Linked DNA regions of Zea mays: all the other regions are linked to region 1. The links are chromatin contacts, called in public Hi-C maps. All regions are on one chromosome and are shown on one strand. The core of a region is the stretch at or near the end of the contact, and the rest is flanking DNA. Distances in the headings are between cores, read along the strand shown.

Region 1 (3,345 bases), core at 340-2,839:
TGAGGATATATAGATAGAGATAAAGATCGATATACACGTACTCGGCGTTCCTGCATTGCATGAAGTCAGATGAAGGCAAACTCCAGTATATGTCTCCTCTGTCCAGGGGATGTGGCTCACGCAACGGGTCTTAATTGCTGACCAGCAGCGCGCAGTCACTCTATCGCCACGCCACGGACGTGTAGTATAGTTATAGTACGCGGGCTGCGCTGCGTGCATGACGACGGCGGCGGACACCGGATAGATAGAGGCATAGAGCCATAGAGGAGCCCGGCCCGATGGTACAGATGGCCATGGGCATGCAGAACGGACGTGGGATGTGCACGTCACGGCGTGCGGGCCGGGGGACCCCGGCTTGTTTGGTTGCGAGCGTGGCAAAGAGTTGCCTGAGCCAAGCATCGTCCAAGGCCATCGAGGCATCGACTCTGAAGGGCATGTTTGGTTGGAACCCTGGTCTAGTGCCGGTCAGGCAGATAGATCCCACCGCGAGGCACTCAAAACCGATGGCCTGGATGTCAACCAACAAACAAGCCTTCATGAGTGCATGATGGCTGAGATTTTCTGCCCATATGCCTGCGGAGGCCTTCAACCAAACAAGCCCCATGCATACAGCGCGTGAATGGCGTGAGGGCGTGAGGGGGGCCCCGGGCGCGTGCATGCGCTGTGCTCCAACGGGGACGAGGGCGATGTCAGCGTGGCCCTAGTTGTCCGCGCGCGCCCTCCCCACCAGGGCACTGGGCACGGGAGGGAGGGTACGTACGTACGTGTCCGCCGCGGTCGGCGCAGGCCGTTCCGTTTCACTCACTCTCTACTTCTCTAGCTAGCTACCGCGCAGCCCACACCCTCCCTGTTTTGTCCGCATGCCCCGGCTCATCAATTCCGTCGTCATGTGTCCATGCACAGCACCACACCATGGGCGTGCGGACGGGGCCCACGCTATAAAACGGCACCGCCCCCCGACCCCCGGCCCCGTTACAGGCTGTGCGTACCCGACGGTCGCTGATCACTATACGTACCATTGATCGGTTGGTTGTTCCGGCCAGCACTGCATACGATACGTACACGTACGCAGGGAAAGGATTAGATAGAGACGTGGATCCATCGAGTCTGCAGAGGTCATTGCTCTCGCGCCGCGCGCGGCGTTGCGTTTCGTGCTGGGGGAAGGAAGGGTAGATAGATGGAGATACACATGCGTACGACACGACAGTACATGCGCCACCAGCCCTTCCTTTTGTAGGCGCCCTGCCCTGCCCTGCCCTCTCTCTCCATCGGCCGCCAGCCAGCCATGGCGTCCTCTCCTCTCCCGTCCCTCCCCACAGGCACAGGCCCACCGCCCACACACACTCGGCGCCGCTGGCCTCTTTGCTTGCTTCTTTCTTTCTCCCTCTTCCCTTTGGACCCTTTCCAGTTGTCCACGCTCCCATCTTTTTCACCACCCCTTCTCCTTCTCTCTCTCCCCCCCACCCTCGCCCTTCTCCCACCGCGCGCTTGCCCTCCGGCCGGGCGCCCGTCCCGTCCTTCCCTACTTGTACCAGCCCCTCTTTTCCAATTTCATCCTCTCCCTCCAATTCCACCATCCCTCTCTCTCTCTCTCGCTCGCCACCCGCACCACTCTCGCTCGGTGTGTGGGAGAGAGAGGAGGGGAGGGAGCTAGGCTGGCATGGCCGGCCGCTTGAGCTGCGCATGCCTACAATTCAGTACCAGTACTAGCAAAGCAAGCTAGGTAGGAGTAACACCTCCCCAATTGCTACTTCTACTGAGTTAGCCATCCCGTCGTCCCGGCAGTCACTTCTACAAGTACGCACGCAGCTACCCAGCAGGGCGGCTATACTAATCCCTCCCTGCCTCTGCCTTCCTTCCGAGGACCGCCGCGGCGGGCCGGGGTGCGCGCACCCGCCATGCAGCAGCAGCACCAGGGTGGCGGCGGCGGCGGTGGCGGAGGCTCACAGTTCGGGGCCCCGCCGCCGGACATGGGCCCCTTCTCGCCGACGCCGGCTGCTACCGGTCCCATGCCGCTGAGCAGCAGGCCTCCGTCGGCGCAGCCGCAGCAGCAACCGAGGACCAGCTACGAAGAATTGGCGCCCATGGTGCCTGGGGCCGCCGCTGCCAGTGGCTTCGACGACGAGACGATGGGTAGTGGCGGCGGCGGCGGCGGGTCGTCGGGCGCGTCCAGCAACCGGTGGCCGCGGGAGGAGACGCAGGCGCTCATCAGGATCCGGTCGGAGATGGACGCAACCTTCCGCGACGCGACGCTCAAAGGCCCCCTATGGGAGGACGTCTCCAGGTAAAGGAGCGAGAGAGAGAGAGACAGGGGAACTCGTCGTCGTCCTCGTCCAGACGCATTTGCAGTCTGGTTCAAGAAGCCTGTCTCCGGCATGATTTTTTTTCCCTGCGGAAAGCGGCTAACGGTTTCGTGGAATTTAGCAGCCGCGCCCACATGAAATGATGGATAATTATCCTGCGTCGCTCGCTGCGCCCAATTCCCCTCGAATTTCGTTTTGTTTTCCCGTTTCCGTCCCAGTCTAATCAAATGCGTCTCGATTTCAGCGAGACGGCAGGGGAGAGACAGAGAGAGAGAGAGAGAGAGCTGGAAGGCAGTACTCCTAGGTGCAGTAGCCAGTAGGGTGAACCGGTGAAGGAATCTGGGCGCCTGCGCGCCTGGGGATCGTACCACGGTGGTGAGTGCGGGAGTGCAGGCAGCTGCTGCCGTCGCTGCAGGCTGCAGGCTGCCACTGTCTCCTGCTTTCATGGCTCCAGTTTTTGGGAAAAGAAGGAAGGCAGCCTTCCTCTCCCATCCCAATGCGGCCTCCTTGCTTTCATGACTCACCAGTGCATCATCAGCTTCACATCCCCTCTGATCCCTAAAAATACGAGATGGTTTGTGATTAACTATAATTCCATTCTGCTGCAGTACCTCCACCTCCTTCGGCTCGCACTCTTCTCTCCTCGCTCTCGCCTGTCCTTCCAAAATTCCAATTCTTCCCATCTTCTTGTCTCTTTCCTCCAGAGGCCTTGATGTGTTATGCCACTACATTAGATGCTTCCTCCAGTAAACGCTGCCACTGCCCATCATTTAATTCTTCTTCCTCGCCGATCACTTGATTCTTTGCACGTAAGTAATGGCTGACCGGAACCTTTGTGTACGCGTCTTTGTCACTGCTGTGGCTTTCAGGAAGCTTGCCGACCTGGGCTACAAGAGGAGCGCCAAGAAGTGCAAGGAGAAGTTTGAGAACGTGCACAAGTACTACAAGCGCACAAAGGAAGGCCGCGCCGGCAGGCAGGACGGCAAGAGCTACCGCTTCTTCGAGGAGCTGGAGGCGTTGCACGCAGCCGCGCCGCAGCCGC
Region 2 (3,345 bases), core at 403-2,902, 250 kb before region 1:
GCACTCTTCCTGCAACAGAGAATAACCTGTGTATTTTAATACATAATGGAGGCAATGGCAAACAATGTTAATCACAGAAAGATATGCTGTGTCAAAGCAATCAATGCTATAATGGCATGGCATGACATGACACTACTTCATGTTTCCATTATCGCAAAATAAGGACGAGGAATGAAAACTTTCTCTATACATTTGCATCCTCATTGCTCTTTATAAAACTTAATATTTCAATTTCTTTTCTCAGAAATCAATTCACAAGGAAGACAGGAAATGTCTCTAACCCGTCTCTAGCCCCAACGTCGACATATAAAATTATAAACTACTACGTTATGAAACAAAACGAGAGCAAGAATTTTTCATCGCCCTATGCATTGGAGAACACACCAAGCAATCACAATTCACAAAAGACCATACCTGTCGAAGAAGCAATTGCAGTTACATGACAGTTTTCCTCCTTCTGAGCGAATCATAATACCAACCATACATTGTGCTAAAGACAGTACGGCTTCCACAGTCGCTCCTATCGGACTCAAATAACCCCTTTATGTTCCCATAACAATATTGCCAGTTCATATTCAAACTTTCAGGGGAGGATTCATCATTCATAATGATCCCATGTCGCAGGGAAAAAACAGAGATGTTAACAACGCCCTGTGTCGAAGAGAGATATCTACGGATGGCTTTCGTCCAACCTGTTTCTGTTTCGTGCGCGCGCCCGCGATCGTCCTCCCGCCTTCTTAGCCGCGCACCCCGTTATGCTGCGCCGACACGTGGGCCTGCCCCACGCCCCGCTCCCTCACACGCGTGCGGCGTGCCCGCGCTAGCATCGATTCGTTTTGCTCGTTCACAGGCGGGAGGCTCGACAACTTACTTCCCTAGAAAATAGCTAGGAGAATCTAATTTACCAACATTTTCTAGAAAATAGCTTCAGCTCAAACAGTAAAAACCGTTTCAGCAGCGCAAACTACAAAAACATGTTCATACTTTACGCTTTATGGATTCATGGTACTAGTTTTACCTGGCATTTATCTAGTAAGCAATAATAAAATAACGGAATGAGAACGAGCTTTTACCTGAATGGGACTCAAATCGAAGGAGAGGCGCCCGTCGCTCTCCGTCCCCTGCGCGCACACGCACGACGTAAGCCCCTTCCCGATCCACGCCGTGGACACGCCCACGACCTCAGCTGCGGGCGCAGGAAAACGGAAGGGGGAGAAAACCACAACCGTGAGCCTCTGCAGTCTGCACGAAGGCAAACAGCGCAACCAAACGACGGCGCCAGCGCCACGCGCGTACCCGGCGAAGAGTGGTGGCGATGGTGGTGGATGGCGCCGCCGGAGAGGCGTCGCACGGCGAGGAACGAGCCGTCGTTCTGTTCCATGCCGAACGAACGCGCTCGCGCGCTGCACCACGCCTCCTAGGCCTCGGCCTTCCCCTCCCCCTGTCTCTCTCCTCCTCCGCGTCTAAGAGCCGCGATCCGCGCGGGAACCCATGGCTGGTTGGGGCGGGGGGAGGCCGCGGCTCTCCAATCCTGGCGTGCGCGAGATCCCACGGACGGATCGATCACGAGGGCTCTGTCCCCACGCCGCGCCGCGCCGCGGTGCTGCCCCCCCTTGTTTTAGCTGGTTCGTTTGGCTGGCAACTTGGCGTTTCTTAGTTTGGCGTGGCTCCCGTCCGGCCGTCCCGATGGTGGCGCGAATTATTGCGGTTTCCTTGCTTCAGCCTGGGCCAGACGTTTGGCGTAGAAAGCAAACGTTCCCACGACCTCAGTCAGTGCCGGTCTCCCAGAGACTTCAAGCAAGGTGGCTGCTGAAGCTCGGAGTATCCAGGTGGAATTTTCGACCCCAAAAGATGAGCCAGATCTGAATTTCACTCAAGAATATTGACGTTCAGAGATAAATCAGTTTATCAAAGACGAATAAAAGATGTCAAAGACAGATCAAGGTCATCAATCTTGTCACCTAATGGGCGAAGATCTAGATCAGACGCAGGCATGCAGCGTGGGTTTCTCAAAAACTGTCAGCATACTCCACAGCAAGTGGCCAAAATATAACGTTCTGAACGAGTCATTCTGTGGCTGTAGCTGTGTAGCATAAAATATGACGCATAGGACAACGGCAATTGAAAGCTTATTTTTCTTATTGATGAAACCAGAACATCCACATTCCACAGAAGCAACAAAAAATTACAGCTTAACATCAATGCTGTCAAACGGGCAGGTTTTGTGTATCAGATGTTGATCCTACACTGCTATTTCGAAACAAAGGTTATCAAAGCAGAAAAATAGAAAATAAAAGAATGTTTGGGTTATTATGTAACTGATTGATACCACCGGCGCTCTACTTCAGTTTTCGAACGAACCTCCCTGAGCCTCCCATCTGTTCCATAGTCTCTCTCCATCACCAGGTTGATCCCTTCGTCTTCGTCCCAGTACCACCCAACTCCGATACAGAGTGTGCCGTCTTCATTGATGTCAACATAGGCAGTGACGCCACCAGCACCAGGTAACCAAAGCACGGTGACATCCTGCAATCCTGCATGTCGACCATCTCCTCCGGTCCTCCTCCCCAAGAAAACCGAACTTTCAAAGAAAGGATGTTCAAATTTCTATATAATAGAGCTTGACGCAAACCTGCTATGATAGGCTGTCCACGTATGCTCTATTTCTACCAGCCGTCAGATTTCGGATACACGGTGAGATAAGAGCGCGGTGGAAAACGGTAAGGACCACAATGAGCCTGGATTGTCCTCTTCACTGTTGCCTTTCGTGTTCGAATCTTCCAAGGTAAGATCAATGTGTCAAGCATCTAGAAATTTCGTCTTGTCGCTTTTATTTACAGCGAAGGCACGGAGCCGACGCTTATCTTCCGCTCCCTTCCTTACTTGCCCTCGACACGCAGGCGACGACGGTGACGCCTACACTCGACGGCGCCAGCGACTTTCCCTCACACCTCTTCCACAGGCGTAGGCGCGTAGTAGGTTTCTGCATCACCCATCATCTTCCTCGCAACGACGATGCTCATCTTCGCCCGCATCCTTTCTCGCGCTCGGCACACATGAGACGGCAATGACGCTCATGCTTGACGGCGCCAGCGACTTCCCCTCCCGCCTCTCACATAGGCACATGCCCGTGGTGCGTTTCTGCATCTCACATCTATATCTTCCTCAACGTCGGCACTCATATTCCGCTCCCTCCCTTACTCGCGCTCGTCACACAGGTGGCGACGATCAGGCTCGACGGCTTCTCCTCCCACCCCTCACACGGGCGCATGCACATACCCTCTCACAAAGTCCCGCTCTGCATAGCGCCTCCGCATGCCGCAGCCACACTCAACGGCTCCATCG
Region 3 (3,345 bases), core at 240-2,739, 240 kb after region 1:
CCAACACCGGATCCGCATTTGAGTGACTCATTTTCATCCAACAGTGAATCAGATTGTTTGTGTCATACAAGGAAAGTTCCATCAACTGCTGAAAAGGATCCTCGTCCCCTTACCCACTTGATTAATTGACTCCGAAGTTGTCTAATTGGTTAAAAAGGATGTTTGAAACTCCTATAGATAATAGTTAGCTAGATATTAATTTATTAGTTGAGTTAGTTAACGAACTAATTGCTATTTATAAGTTAGCTAATAATTAACCGGATATTAGCTAGGATGTTTGGAATCTCTATAGTTAATTTAGTAGCTAACTAAACTTTAAAGGGTTGCAAACATAGCTTTATTATATTGCTATGTCTTTGCCACACGTTAAACTTTACCCCCTCCTAAACTTCCGTCCTGAATCCACCCCGTCGTAAAACCAAACACACTCTAGAAGTGAGAAGTGTAGAACTGTAGATATCTCAACGACACATAACACAAGTACACAACTCGTCCGTCGGCCCCGGCCGCACCGCTGCCCACCCTCCTCGAGTCCTGCTCCTGCAGCCTGTTAGCACGGACAAACCACTTGTTAGAGCATCTCCAACAACAAACCCTAAAATAGAGTCCTAAAATTTGAAAAAGGACCATATTTAGAATGTTTAGGGTCTCAAAAGAAATGTTTACTCCAATAGTCATGCCTTAAATAATGCTATTTAGGAAATAAATCATAATATTAGGAAATAAATGGTTGGAGATTAAGTGGAAATGAGGATAGGGCTCCACTATATGGGTACTATATTTAGGACCCGAGAGACCGGGCCCTATAACCATTTGATGAAATTTTATAAAATAGGGCCGCTGTTGGAAGGATGTTTTATGGTTTTGAGCCCTATATTTAGGGCCTGTTTGTTTACCCCCAGATTATATAATCTGGATTAAATAATCCTAAAAGGCAAACAAACAGTCTAGCTTATTTGCCCAGATTATATAATCTAACCCCTTGGATTATAATAATCCATAAGCAAGTGAGGAGGTGCTTATTTCAGATTATTTTTTTCCCACTTCCCCACTACCCTTTCAAGTTTTCTAGAAATTACCTACCATTGCCATTATAATCTACCGAATCGTTTTTGCGCCTATCGGATCGGAGAAGCCCGCCGCCCAACAGAAACACGCCAGATAATCTGGATAAACAAACAGGACTACTCAGATTATATAATCCAAATTATATAATTCAGATTATATAATCCTCCAAAAATAATCCAGATTATATAATACATTGGGGTAAACAAACAGGCCCTTAAAATAGGACCATGTTTAGAGCCTCTCTTGGAGATGCTCTTAGAATGCGCTGCTTTTTGTCCCGGGCCGATGGGGCGACCGAGCGAGCGAGAACGCGGTTTCATCACAGGGGTCTGGTGGCTGGGTGGCTGGGTGTGAAAGGGCCGTGCGGGAAGCTAACCACCGCGAAAGCGCCTCTGGGGGAGTCAGACGAACGAAGCAATCCAACCGAACGAACCGACCTAGGTCGTCGTCGGCTCGTCCCCTCCGCAGGACCGGTTCGCCGTCTCGTCCCGATCTCGCCGCCTGCCCGCCGCGCCCTATTACCGCCATGGAGGCGCTGTGGAAGCAGGCCTCCAGGCTCAAGGACCAGGTCTCTCGGCAGGTCAGTCGCGCGCTTATCCGCCTCTCGCAAATCGCGATCCATCTAAGCACCCGTAAGCGTAAGCGTGGACAGGGATTGCCGTGGGCTCTGAATCTCTGATGAGCTGTGTCGCCTGGACCTGGAGGGGGAGTTTATGCTAGCACGCTTGATGTTTTTTCCCGGTTTCTGATTTCTGATGCCAAATTGCCTGCGTAGGATCTAGCTATAGCCGCTTCATATTTTTTTTCAAGTTATTTAACTTATGTTGGTCCTGAGAAGCGGGCGCCGAGTTGCAGTTTCGAGAGACACGAGGCTGTGATCGAATTGGCTGGCTGACTTATATTTCTCTTTGTTGGAAGTGTCGTTCATGATTTCCTTCATTCCTTGTCGAAATAAAAAGGACCTTGAACTTTACCTGCCAATCCATGTGCATCGTTGTCGAAATAAAAAGCAGCCTCAACTTGATCAGCTGCACTTTTCTGTTCAGCTGTTCCTTTGCATTTGCCGTTAACAAACTCGAAATGGTAGATCGAATCAGGGAGTTGCATTGTCTTGGGAACGCCCAAGTTAAACCTAATAGGACGTTACAAAAGCATATACAGGCCGGTTAAAAAATCCAACATGAACAGTAATTGGGAACAATCAGATGTCCATCATGTTATATTTGGGCATGTAGATTTAGGCTTTAGTATGATATAAGATCAGCTGGGTAAGCTGATTTTGGGATTCTCAGCTGGATATCTGAATGTGACACTGAACTGCAATGCCTTTTTTTTTGCATTTTGCAGAATTTGCTGTACATTCGCGTGTCTGCCTTGAATTACATATATAACGCTTAAAATAGAGATTCATGCCTTGAAGCTGTTTGCTTATTTTTTCCATGTTACTATGGTTCACCATACTCTTAGTGATCACCTATTTATGCCACATGTAACATTTGCTTCATTCTTTATCTTACTGATTTGGTTGCACCAAATTAGCATATGAATTTACCCATTTAAGTATATCCAAGAGTCTTACCTTTTTTTAACTCGTTACAAGTAATATAACTTTATATTTAACGACACCACTGCAGGGTGTGTTCAAGCAGTTTGGCTACGGGAATTCTGATAATGCGTTTACAGATGAGTCAGAGGTTAAACTGCATCAGAGATTGGAAAAGCTTTACTTATCGACTCGTGCTGCTAAAGTATGAACAAGGCATATTTCTTGTCTCCTTTTCTCTTTACCTTCTAATCTGATTAAACATTGGCATCCTTGCTAGCATTTTCAAAGGGACATTGTTCGGGGCGTGGAGGGCTATATAGTCACAGGATCTAAACAAGTCGAAATAGGTAGTTCATTCATACTATCTATCAGTTATGGAGTTTTTTTAGCAGAACTTGTCAGTTATATTGTTATCTGAGTAAAACTGATCTTAACTGCTAAGGTGTGCAATCTGTATTAGGGAATAAATTGTCTGATGACAGCCAGAAATACGGTGTTGGAAACACATGTACAAGTGGTGATACTTTGTCCAAAGCTGCTACATATTTCGGAAAGGCACGCTCACAGATGGAAAAGGAGCGTGGCAATATGTTGAAAGCATTTGGCACACAGGTCTGTGTTCCTAATGCTGGATTTTCTTTACCTTGCTTACTAAATCGTAATGAAACTGCAATAAATTATTTTGTTTGACGCTCCAAAATAGATTTTCCTTAGTCTGCTGATTTTCTTTG
Region 4 (3,345 bases), core at 281-2,780, 140 kb before region 1:
GTAGGACATAAAGTTTATGTCGATGGTATGTGGAGACAAACGGTGATAGAAAAAATATATAAACAAATAAACCAACTAACAAAACTATTTACAAGAAAACATTATGAAGTGATAAAACTCTAAATACCGCGCGCTATTTGCAATTGCACCGACGACCTTGCTAGTATACTTAGTACAGTAGTAGAGTTTAAAAAAGGCACTCTATTAGCCACAGTGGAATACAAAAGCTATGAACACATCACATCTGTTCTGCTGCACACTAGACCACAGGTTTAGCAGTGGCATGCTGCATCATCTCCAGAGAAAATTCTTTGCCAAAGAGTTGCAGACATCTTAAAACATACTAGTTGCAGACTGATCACAGCAGTTCTCTTACATGAAAATACCGAAGCACCTGCGGCTACTTCCCCAGCAAATTTAGCTCAATATATAACGCCCCTAGTAGTACTCCAAACCTAGTAAGGAAACTCCCACCTTTTTTCAGTGCCTAGCAGCTGGCACAGCACTACGCTACGCAAGAAGAAGCTGCCCAGCGGCCAAGGTCCGTCCGATCCGAGGCAGGCAGCTCAAGTGGAGTGGAGTGGAGTGACGTGGCCAGCGAACGAACGAAACGAAACCTCCAAAGGCAAGGAACGTCCTTTTTCACAGGTCGAGGAAGCCGGTGGTGCGCCACACGGCGTTGCGCACGCGCCGGAGGTCGCGTCCCTTGAGTGTGCGTCCGGCGCCTTCCATGACCGACGCCGCCGCCGCAGCGCGCCGCGCGGCCATCTCGTGCGGCGGCACCACGGGCTCGCCGTCGTCGTCCTCGTCGTCCGCGGCCTGCAGCTCCGCTTCGCGGCGGCGCCTGTCCGCGGCCGTCATCGCCTTGGGCCAGGCCGGCACGGCGACGGGGGCCGACTGGTGGCACGGGCGCGGGGCGTGCTGCTTCTCCGGGCGCGCGGCGGCCGGGACGGGCGCGGTGGGCGCGTGGTGGTCGTCGGCGTCGGCGAGGAGCGCGGACAGCCCCATGCTGCCGGCGGGGAAGTGGCGGGACGAGGCGGAAATCGGCCTCCCGAGGCTGGCGGTCGGGGACGCGGTCGGGGACGGCGAGGAGGCCGCGGAGGTCGAGGACGAGGAGGTCGCGCTGCCGGAGGACCAGACGACGTCGCGCTCGTCGAGCTCCAGCTCCTGGACGCCGTGGGACTGGGAGCTGGCGTCGTCGGGTTGCTTGAGCAGGCCGAGGAAGCGGAGCGACGGGGAGGCAGTGGCCATGCGGCGACGCGGCGCGGACATGGCCGCCGACAGTGCCGGGCTCGGCTCAGCTCCTTGGTGGCGCCCGCGTGTGGAGCTGGAGCTGGAGCTGGAGGTCGCCACTGGCCCTGCGCTGCGCGTCGCGGGTTTCGGCCTCTGCTTTGGGAGCGTTATTATTGGCGGGCTGCGGTGCGGACGCCAGTGGTGGCGATGGCGGGCGTGGGCAGTGAATTATTGGGGCGTGATGGCGACGAGAGGGGTCGCCCGGCGCTGGCGACCCCGTGTCGAGCGCTCCTGTGCGCGCCGGGGGGTTTGTGGTGGTGTTTGCTGCGGCCGATATCCAGCTTTTCGAGGATATGGACCTGAAATCTGGAATCATTCCATCCGGGCGAGCCAGCCGCTTCCCAGGGAAATTGGAAGCGCAGGGACCGGAGGAACACGACATTGCTGGCGACGGCAGCAGCGAAAGATTGACGCCGACCGATCAGTAAAAACAGAGAAGCGATCATGCTCGGTGCTGTGGGTAATACGTCATTGGCCGGGCAGTTGGCGGTTTTAGTTTACGGTGTGCTTCCATGATAAACAACATCATCTCGGCATGACTGTCGATTAAACATAGCCCAATCAATTCGCTGCCTAAACTAACACAGTGGCCGCACGAATCACGGGGGCGATTGACAGGATACCTACCACAACAACAAAAAATTCCATCGGGGGGAGACGGTTGAGATAATAATTACACTCCTGACGTCCCACTCGGCGCTGGATTTATAAACTACAGAAAAAAAATGAGGTTGCGATGATTGTTTGTTTGGTACGCTGAGGGTCTATGCCTCATCACGAGTGTTTCATGGGACTTGTGTGATGATGATAATTCGAATGTTTTTTTTTTGGTATGACCTGACTTTTTCTTCTTCTTTCCATTTGGAAAATCGAGTACCTGAAAACGCCTAAAGAAACGGTTAGGATTCTGAGATCTACACATCTAAAATTTAGTGCGTTTCCGAACCAGATTACACAAAACTGAAGTTTTCTTCATGCCAAATTTATATGCTTAGAATTTGAGGTACAGTGAATTTCCCTAAATCAGTTAATGCCACTAGACCTGTTCAAGTACCATGTCAGGTTTGACCCGAAAACCATTACCTTATTTTGGCCATTTCGGCCCTGAATTGAGCCTGACATCAGGCTTTTTTTTCTTTTCGTTTGGGCTTCGACTTGACTCTTGAGCCTGACTTATGCCCCCCCCCCCCCCCCCCCCCCCCTTATTTGCACGCACCGATCTATCAGACTGTCGTCTTTTTTTCTAGTTTTTTTAACTTGTCAGTCCAAATTTTGGGGAAAGAAAATGCAATTCATGTTCAATTTAAACCGGATTCCAGTGCTAGGTCGTATCAACCATCACGTCAAATATTGACCATCATCAATTTTTACCTATAGTAAGACTCTAGTATATGTTTGACCAATGTTTTCAAGTCTAATTGCCACCGATCAGTCGACTAGTCGTGATTCGTCGTCGACAAATAAGGGGTGTTTGTTTTTTAAAGTAATGTTTAGTTCTTATATTTTATTTCATTTTAATACCTAAATTGTCAAATACGAAACTAAAACGCTATTTTAATTTCCGTATTTAGCGATTTAGGGTCTAAAATAGAATAAAATGCACATGCCATTTGATATAGCAAGTAGCAACAAGGCAACGAGCAAGAAAAGTATAACATCAAGAAACACACTCACTATCTGAGAATGAGATTATCATTTGGGTTTAGGGATTCTATTTATCGTTGCTTGCAGGTGAACAAACAAGAGTCGGCTCTCGACGACAAGGCTGATGCCTAGGCCACAATTACAGCCTATAGATGCAGCACCAAATAGCAACCCATAAAATGCACAACAACAACTCCAAAAACCCATTTAAAAACATGTTTAACGTGTTCCACACCAAATTGGACGATTGATCGCCGACTAATCGGATGACTAGGATTCTAGTCAAGTTAATCACTTCGATGGGTCTTCCAATTACTGATTAGTCCAACTAACCACGTTTAATTTAATTAGTTGGATGACTTGAAAACACTGTGTTCGGCTACATCCACCTCAATGCTATTAACTTTT

Evidence for each region. Hi-C and Micro-C count contacts between places; a contact is called where the count stands out from the background.
Region 2: a contact with region 1 is called in a Hi-C map of leaf, with 2.0 times the contacts expected there. The contact joins the promoter of LOC100280027 here to the promoter of LOC100279868 in region 1. A contact is called at or near these places in 5 of 25 Hi-C or Micro-C datasets (bundle sheath, ear, leaf and 1 more).
Region 3: a contact with region 1 is called in a Hi-C map of leaf, with 5 times the contacts expected there. The contact joins the promoter of LOC100273976 here to the promoter of LOC100279868 in region 1. A contact is called at or near these places in 2 of 25 Hi-C or Micro-C datasets (ear and leaf).
Region 4: a Hi-C map of leaf shows a contact between it and region 1, with 3 times the contacts expected there. The contact joins the promoter of LOC100276169 here to the promoter of LOC100279868 in region 1. A contact is called at or near these places in 3 of 25 Hi-C or Micro-C datasets (ear and leaf).

The regions. Positions count from the first base shown.
Region 1 is chr2:23,229,042-23,232,386 of Zm-B73-REFERENCE-NAM-5.0, forward strand. It overlaps LOC100279868, which reads left to right and starts at 1,590. Exons shown (of 3, transcript NM_001357861.1): 1 at 1,590-2,284; 2 at 3,173-3,345. The coding sequence starts at 1,899.
Region 2 is chr2:22,978,729-22,982,073 of Zm-B73-REFERENCE-NAM-5.0, forward strand. It overlaps LOC100280027 (ELMO/CED-12 family protein), which reads right to left and starts at 1,653. Exons shown (of 9, transcript NM_001152971.1): 1 at 1,297-1,653; 2 at 1,074-1,186; 3 at 1-9. The coding sequence starts at 1,381. LOC111590822 reads left to right here and starts at 2,892. Exons shown (of 2, transcript XM_023301603.1): 1 at 2,892-3,133; 2 at 3,219-3,345. The coding sequence starts at 3,068.
Region 3 is chr2:23,471,772-23,475,116 of Zm-B73-REFERENCE-NAM-5.0, forward strand. LOC100273976 reads left to right here and starts at 1,490. Exons shown (of 10, transcript NM_001148362.1): 1 at 1,490-1,648; 2 at 2,703-2,816; 3 at 2,892-2,961; 4 at 3,075-3,226. The coding sequence starts at 1,595.
Region 4 is chr2:23,090,310-23,093,654 of Zm-B73-REFERENCE-NAM-5.0, forward strand. LOC100276169 reads right to left here and starts at 1,531. Exons shown (of 1, transcript NM_001279363.1): 1 at 183-1,531. The coding sequence starts at 1,272. The coding sequence ends at 643.